Linked DNA regions of Sus scrofa: region 2 is linked to region 1. A link is a contact called in public HiChIP or PLAC-seq data. All regions are on one chromosome and are shown on one strand. Each heading gives the region's core, a stretch centred on a gene start, on an enhancer-like site or on the middle of the called end of the contact. The rest is flanking DNA. Distances are from core to core; before and after follow the strand shown.

Region 1 (4,058 bases), core at 453-2,952:
GTGTGACCAAGTCAAGCCAGGCCAAGGCCCCCTTCCTTTCAACATGCACACAGAGATGAAAGGCAGGCAAGAACACGCAAAGTGTGGAAGTCACAGCAGGGTAGGGGTGGGGGGCTCAACTCTCTGGTAAAATCAGGCCTTATCTGTCCCAAAATAACACTAGTTGACACTCACCGAGTGCTGACTATTGGCAAGGATGCTTTATTCCTACAGTCACTCTAAAAGGCAGGAACTATTACTATTACTGTTTCACAAAGAGACAGGGTGTTTAAGTGACATCCCAAGGTCAGAGAGCACACATGCCGTGGAGCTGCACTCCATCACTGACATAACCTACACTGCAGGGGTTCTTAATCTTGATCCCTGCCATGAACTCCCCAGGGATCTAATGAACCCTTTCTCAGAATATGTTTAAATGTATTTAGAAGTTGCAAAGGATCACAAAGAAAACCGTTATATGCAGCTGAGGACTTAACTACACAATTTCGAAATAGTCATGAGTGAGGGAGTCCCCGTGGTGGCTCAGTGGTAACGAACCCCACTAGAATCTATGAGGATGTGGATTTGATTCCTGGCATTGCTCAGTGGGTTAAGGATCCTGAGCTGCTATGGCTGTGGTGTAGGCTGGCAGCTGCAGCTCCGATTCCACCCCCCCAGCTTGGGAACTTCCATATGCCCTGGGGGCAGCCTTAAAAAAAAGGAATGAAAATGATATTTTGTGACATCTACAACTGTAATGGGATATAAGATGACCTGTGGTTTTAATGATGCTAATACGACTATGGCCACTGCCTCCACTCCTAACTGAAGGAAACGCTACATTTCAATAAGAGATTAGTAAAAATATAGATGTAAAATTTCCCCCATTCAAGAACTAGAACCCCTTGAATTCTATGGATTCTGTGAACCCAGAGTTAAAAACCTATGACAGAATTTCTAATGAGGTGATACAGTTTTCGTCAGGGAACCTGAAAGAAATTGCCTCTATTCCAGATGATTAGAGAAGTCCTGGGATTACATAGAGGTGAGTGGACTGATGTTAAATCCAAGCGACTCAAGGTAGTGGTAGGGATCGGGGCCATCGAAATGGAGTCTTTCCGGGAGCGGGGCTATCTGGAACTCCAGCAGCTGGGACACACACACGATCGGAAGAATTATTTTGGAAGCGAGATCCACCCGATTTCAGGAGTGCGGTAGACTGGGAGTACCGCTGTGGCCCCTCCAACGTCTAAGGGGGTGGAGGCGCCAGACACCAAGAAGCCATGCCACAGCCCAGGCAAACCACAGGGGGTACATCTGGTGATTAAAAGCCCTGCAGTGCAAACTACTAGGTCCAAATCCTGACCTCTGGCTAAACCGCTTACTGTCTGAACTGCGGTTGCCTCCCTGTCAAAAAGGGATAATCACAGGCCCTACCTCATAGAGCTGGAGGGAGGATTAAATGAATCAATGTAAGTCGCCTGGAATGTTCCAGGCATTGAGGAAAAACTAAATAATCGTTAGCTACGACTATTAACTTGAAGAGACCCCCCCGGGCCCGGGAGGCCTGCTGCCGTCGGCCGGAAACCTCATCTCATTCCCTGGGAAGCAAGGGTCGGACTCTTGAGTCCCCAGGCTGGGATTCCAGGCCCCCGAGGCCTCGACACTCACCTAGAGTCGCGCCTGAAACCGCTGGAAGCTCAATGTGACCCTCAGCAAAGACGCCGGCGTCGGACCGGAAGCGGAATAAAGACCGGCCGGAAGCGGGACGAGACGCGGTACAAGGGAGTCTTCCGCGGGGCTGGGCTGGTCCAGAAGCACTTAGGCCACGCCCATGCAAGAGAACTCCGACCTTCTATTGGTCCGAATGCCTGTTCGTCCTCACTCCCAGCCCAATCGTGAGCTGAAGCGGTTCCAAGCCGTGGGCGCAGTCTCGTCTCCTCCCCGTCCTTACCGAGAGAGAAGGGCTCAGGGTCCTGTCCTGGAGGGAGAGTCCCCCTGTGGAGAAACTATCCCAACGGAAATACTCTTATTCATGCAATAATCATTTATTGAACGTTTACTCTGTGCCAAATATTTCTATTAAGTGTTGGGACGCATAGCTGAAGAAAACACAAAAATCCCTATTCTCGTTATGATTATTACTGGGTCAATTGGAAAATTGGAATTTCCAGGAGTTCCCGTTATGGCACAGAGGAAAAAAATCCAGCTAGGAACCATGGGGTTGCGGATTCGATCCCTGGCCTTGCTCAGTGGGTTGAGGATCCAGCGTTGCGGTGAGCTGTGGTGTAGGTCACAGACAACGCTTGGATCCTGCGTTGCTATGGCTGTGGCTAGGACGGCGGTTGCAACTCCAATTGGACCTCTAGCCTAGGAATCTCCATATGCCACCAGTGCGGCCCTAAAAAGCAAAAAAGAAAAGAAAATTGGAACTTCCAATTGGAAATTCAATTACTGGGGATTGCAAACAAATCATTCTTAAGGAATTAAAAACAAGCCATTCTTTCTCCCAGGGTCGTTCATCCCTATATGAGGAATGCCCAGACTCCATCTTCCTGCTTATTATCATGTTTCCCCAAACCTTAGAAGGCACATTATGTTTTGGAGGCTGCGTACCAGGCCTACACCATCCTAACTGCATGGGGGACGGAGAGCAAGTAGCCACCCAATAAAATACTTGGCAGTGTCAGGCTTAACTGGATTGGGGGCCTCCTGCATTCTGTGTTCATCAGGATTGTAATTATTTGTTTACATGCCTGCATTCATCCCTTTCAATGAGATCTTCCTAAAGCCCAAATTTCTTTGTTTAACCCCCCCCCCAAACCCTCTAACAAAGTCCAGGCTCCTTAATATGGTTCACAGATCCTTTTTTTTTTTAATTCAATGAATTTTATTATATTTATAGTTGTCCGCAGATCCTTTGTGAACTGACCCATGGTCCTCCCTCCAGCCACGTTGAGATATATATATATAAATATATACTTTTTTTGTTTTTTTTTTTGTCTTCTTGCCATTTCTTGGGCCGCTCCCACAGCATATGGAGGTTCCCAGGCTAGGGGTCTAATCGGAGCTGTAGCCACCAGCCTACGCCAGAGCCACAGCAATGTGGGATCTGAGCCGCATCTGTGACCTACACCACAGCTCACAGCAACACCAGATCCTTAATGCACTGAGCGAGGCCAGGGATTGAATCCGCAATCTCATGGTTCCTAGTTGGATTCGTTAACCACTGAGCCATGACGGGACTCCGTCACATTGATATTTTTGGTCTTTGAATAGTGATGTGAGGCCTACCTCCAGGCCTTTGATTATGCTGTTTCCTCCCATTGGAACATTCTTTGCCCACCTGACTTCTCATATCAGCTATTTTTTGGTCCAGGAAGTCTTCCCCGAGAACAACCCACACCCACACCCCCACCCTCTGTGTTTCCCATCCCAGCCCTGACCACGGTGGGTTGTCCCTGCCATCTGGTAATGATTTTGTCTCCCCACTGGACTGTGAACTCTCTAAGGGCAGGGTTCCAGGTTGTCTTGGTCATTACTGAATCCCCAGCATGGCCTACAGTAGGCTCTCTTTAAGCGCTCAGTTGTTCCCAGAACAGGGTAGACTTTCCTTGGGATCTAAGTTCTATGGCCCTTAGCTTGAAGTAGGAAAACAGAATAGGTGACTGGGGGGGCAAGCACCAGGTCTAATTCGCTGATGGCCCCGGCACAGGGAGGGTACACAGTAAGCCCTCTTTGGAATCTTGAGTCCTCTCAAAGGGGGACACAGTGGGTAAATTCGAAAGTTATTGATTGTGTCTGTTTCATGTACAAGTCCCAGTACAGGGCAGGCACAAAGCAGGCAGGCCAGTGGCTACTGAATTTGATTCCTCTGCATGGCCCACCACACAGTGAACACACAGTAGGTCCCCTAAGGGTCCTGTGTCTGTTTTGGTCACGGTGTGACTTGGGATCACAGGGGTGGAAGCGGGGAACGATGTGGGTGTGGTGGTGAGCACAGGTTTCCTGGAGGATCTAGTCGGTACCAGTGGGAAGGATGCAAACAGCACTGGCAACAAGGCTTGACCAGATATTTT
Region 2 (4,187 bases), core at 1,136-3,635, 55 kb before region 1:
GTCCAGATCCAACTCTTCCTTGGGGGGCCTCCTGGCAGCTTTCCTCATGTTGATCTTGACCCTGACCTGATTCAAGTTCCAAGGACAATTGTCCCATCTTCACTTTTTTGGCCTTTGAAACAAACTTGATCACGAGGGGGAGCCCACCTCGGCCTCGGCCCCTGCCTCCACGGCCTCCTCGCCCAGACTGTCCTCCACGCTTGGGGGTCCCAGGACCTGGGCCGGGCCCCTCCTTGCACTTCCAGCTGCCAGTTTGGTGTTTTACTGGAACAACAGGAGGTGGGGGCTCAGGTTTGGGGATTGTCACAGCTGCTTCTGCCACCACTACTGCTTGTTGCTTCTTCCTGCAGGGGCCTGCTGGCCGTCCTGGGGGCCGTCCCCGAGACCGACGGGGGGTGGAGGACTCACATGCCCGGCTCCTGGGGGCTGGGGGGGCCTGGGCCCGCCGGAGAAGTTCAGTCAGTGCCTGCACCATCCGTTCTCTGCCCTCCTCACCCCGTTTCCGAGCAGGAGTCTTTGTGGGAGTAGGAGCCACATCTGCTAGGCGAGGAGGCGGAAGGGGGGTCGTCTTATGCTTGCGGCCCCGACCTCGGGGGGCTCGACCTAAAAGGAGAATAGGTGTGGGGAGATGGGTCAAGCTAGCCCTGAGGACTGAGGAAGACTCCAGGAGGGCAGGGACTAAGTCTGTTTCCCCCACAGCCAGTCTAGCTTGGGCTTTGAACACAGAACACACTTGGTAATTGGTGGAGACTCTAGTTGAGCAGGGAAGAGCTGACATGAAGAGCAAGAGTAACATTCCTGTAAAGCTACAGAGGTAGAGTTTCCCCATCACTCACCTCGCTGGGATCGGAGCGCAGAGCGCAGGGAACTGGGGGCCACATCTTCATCTGAATGAAAACCCTGAAACTCCTGATTTAGGGGACCAGGGGTGGAGGGGAGAAACAGCAGTCAGTGCCAAAGCCCTCGTTTCACCTGAAACTCAGGTATTGAGGAATATCCCCAGCTTCCCCCTTAACGTGTCCCTATTTACAAAAGAACTAACGAGGCTCAAAGGTGAGGGGAAGAGAAAACACGATCTCTTCTTAAGGATGGAGGTAGAGAATATTGTGAGCCTTCATCCCGGGTTCCAGACCACACCAGCAGAGCCATCAGTGGTTCACTGGCCCAAAGGGAATAGAACAGTGTCTTCTCAGGTCAGGTAGTAAGCACAACCCTCAGATTCCCTCATACCCCAACTTGGGGAAAAAAGTGGGACCTCTGTTCACCCTCTAAAGCTACAGTTTCTTTTTGAATGAAAATGGGAACTGGGGCACCCAAGTGAGGTGTCCATGTGTGTAACAAGTGGTTTCTCATATTATATGCTCCGAACGCCACAAACTGTCCTAAGTAACACAACCCATACCTTCCTGCCTTTTCTCAAAGGCTAGTGATAAACCCTGAATTAAACTCAAACCTGCTAGAGTGCTCACTCTCAGTCTTCACTCCATTTCTCTGCAACCTGTGCCCCCAAGAGAAAGCTCTTCACCATTCTACCTTCGCTCCACTTTAGGTCAGAAGAGGAATCGGGGCACTAGTGAAATCAGGGATGTGTCCGAGGTTTTGAGGCTGGGCGGGGCACCCGGCAGGTAGGAGCCCAGAGAGCCCCAGCCTGGGTCCAGTAAAGCCACGCTGCTGCTGTCAACCACCACTGGTTGGGCATGCAGTTCCTACAGCCTCCTCGCCCAAACCTCACCTGCCCTAGCTTTGCCAACTACCAAGAAGGAGCAGCCCAGGGCACTTCTGCAGGACCCGCCTCGGGCCCAAGTGTAAGCTGCAGCCCGAGCTTCTCTATGCACTTTCAGAGGCCCCTTCCATCGACAGCTCCGTGCAGCCGATCTCCTCCCATGCCTATTTCTAAGGCCCTTTCCCTCCTCAGAGTCCTGAGGATCCCGCTTCCCCACACCACCCCTCAGGACCACCCAGACCCCTGGAAGCCCCCGGCCTCCGCCCGCCAGGCGCTGGGGACGCCTCCGACTGCCTCACCTCATCGTCGGACTCCCCGTCACTGCTCTCCTCCTCCAGCAGGCAGCCCCGGCTCGGGCCCCAGCCGCGGCCTCGGCCCCGGCCCCGGCCCCGCTGAACGCGCGGGCCAGCCCACAGGCGGCGGAGCCGGCGCAGGCCCCGGCGGAGCCCCAGCAAACGGAGCAGGGCCGTGTCCTCCCCGGGCTCGGCTCCGCCCGGCCCTGCCGCGCCGCCGCCGCGCCGCAGAGCTACCCGCACTCTCTCGGCCCCGCTGCCCCGTCCGCCGCGGCCCCCGCCCCCGCCGGAGCCCCGCGGCCGGCCTGGGAAGCGGCCCCGCGCGGAGCCAGGCCCGGGGCAACTGCCGCCGCCCGCCGCCGCCGCCATCTTGGCACCGTGAGAGGGGCCGGGGAGGCGGGGGAGGGGCGGCCCGTGCGCAGGGCTCGTGTCGGGGCGGGGGGGAAAGCAGAGGAGGGGCGGGGCGGCCGCGGCTCACGACAACAACCAGCGCCGCCGCCCGGCCGGCAGGAGCCGGGGGCTGGGCCGGCCACGCGCGGGGCACCACGGGAGCGGGAGTCCGAGGCCGGCCGGCTGGCCGTCACTTTTAAACCGCACCTGAAGAGCACAGACCCCCGCGTCGCGGCGGGAGAGGGTGAGGCGCAGAGGTCTCAGGGAAATGTAGTCCGACCACCTCGCTCCTTCCGCGGAGAGCTAGGGCCGCGAGAGCTGGGACTACGGGGTCCTGGCCGGACCCAGAAAGCCAGCATCCTCTGCTGCCGGGAGGTGTGGTTCTCATCCCAGACTCCTCCCATTGTTCTTGCCTAGGCCAGAGACCCATATGAACTACCACTCCCAGGGTGCAGTGGGCTTCAGACCCTGGGAACCCCAGAGACGCTGGGAAGTGAAGTTCGCGACTGTAAGAGGCGTGGGCTGGATTAGGGGCGGGGGCAAAGGGTTAGTCTCAGTTCCGGGCTCGACCCCGCAGCAGAGATGCTGGGGAGGTCGTGCGGCCGTTTGGCCCTTGTGCTCAAGAAAAGGAGGCGGGTAGCCGAAAGCAGGGCAGAAACACGTTCCTTTCGAACTCCCGGGCCAGGAGGCCCAGACTCAGACTTCGCGTGCCACTGCTTGCTGTAGAAGGGACGAGTAACTTGTGTTCTCACAGCCTCCCCCCACAGGGCTTGCTGCTAAGTCGGTCAAGACACCGAGTCCTCGCGTCCCGCTGCTTCCGGAGGAGGACAGAGAGCCCCGGGAGACGGGGCGGTGGCTGCCGCGATGAGCCACCAGGGGTCGCTGCAGGACCAGGGGCAAGGTTGCTCACCGCGGGCAGACTAAAGTCTGGACTCGGCTTTATGGTCCTGGGGGGGGCACAAGAAACTCTTTATTTTGGTGATGAAACCGCCAGTCCCCGCACAGTTAACTTTCACTCATGCAAACTTCACTGCCGTCACTCAACACAGGTTCGCCAGCCCGGGCTTCTGCGATCCGCAGTCAACCGAGAGAGAGCTCTCGGCGCCCCTCTTGCGGCGCTTCTTGGAGCTAGCTGAGTTTGGTAGGCTCAGCCGTAGCCGCGGTGCGGGGTCAGACGCCCAGCTGGCCCACCCGTCCTGTCTTACATTCTTTAATTGTACATTTAACTGAAGCCAAAGAAGCTGCTGACAATCCGTCAGGTGGAGGAAGAGGGTCTGGAGGAGGAGGAGGAGGAGTAGAGGAAGGTGGAGCGAATGGTCCATCCTGGTGGGAGCTGGCTGGGCGAGTGGCCGCGCATGTGCGCCTGCATGGAGGCCAGGCTGGGGCAGCCGGCTTTGCACAGAGGGCAGCGGTAGGGTGCGGCCCCGTGCGTCCGCAGGTGCTTGGTCATGGCTGAGAAGTCCCGGGAGCGCTGGGGACAGAGGCTACAGGAGAAGGGCTTCTCTCCTAGGGCAGGTCAAGGGGAAGGCTGGTGAAGGAAAGAACGAGACGACGAAGCCTGGCCTAGTGGTCGGTGGGGGCAATTGGGCAAGGGAGTTGTGCCAGAGCCAGGTGTGCAGAGAGGGACTTAGGAGCCGGCCCGCTGGAGTTTGGAAGGAAGCAGACAATTCGTACTGGGCAGGGTGCCCATACCTGTGTGGACACGGTAGTGCGTCTCCATCTGATGTTTGAGTGAAAACCTCTTCCCACAGACAGAACAAGAATAGGGCCGAGACCGAGCG

The links. HiChIP or PLAC-seq counts read pairs in DNA pulled down with a chosen protein or histone mark.
Region 2: an H3K27ac HiChIP or PLAC-seq map of alveolar macrophages shows a contact between it and region 1. The contact joins the promoter of KMT2B here to the promoter of COX6B in region 1. A contact is called at or near these places in 2 of 47 Hi-C or Micro-C datasets (embryonic fibroblasts and epiblast stem cells) and 1 of 2 datasets of contacts at active chromatin or transcription factors (alveolar macrophages).

What each region holds. Positions count from the first base shown.
Region 1 is chr6:45,089,576-45,093,633 of Sscrofa11.1, reverse strand. It overlaps COX6B (COX6B protein), which reads right to left and starts at 1,702. Exons shown (of 4, transcript NM_001097497.2): 1 at 1,651-1,702. ETV2 (ETS translocation variant 2) reads right to left here. Exons shown (of 6, transcript XM_021097205.1): 6 at 4,042-4,058. The coding sequence ends at 4,058.
Region 2 is chr6:45,145,061-45,149,247 of Sscrofa11.1, reverse strand. KMT2B (histone-lysine N-methyltransferase 2B) reads right to left here and starts at 2,385. Exons shown (of 38, transcript XM_003127067.5): 1 at 2,023-2,385; 2 at 837-909; 3 at 1-603. The coding sequence starts at 2,385. ZBTB32 (zinc finger and BTB domain-containing protein 32) reads right to left here. Exons shown (of 5, transcript XM_021097176.1): 4 at 4,099-4,187; 5 at 3,345-3,912. The coding sequence ends at 3,662.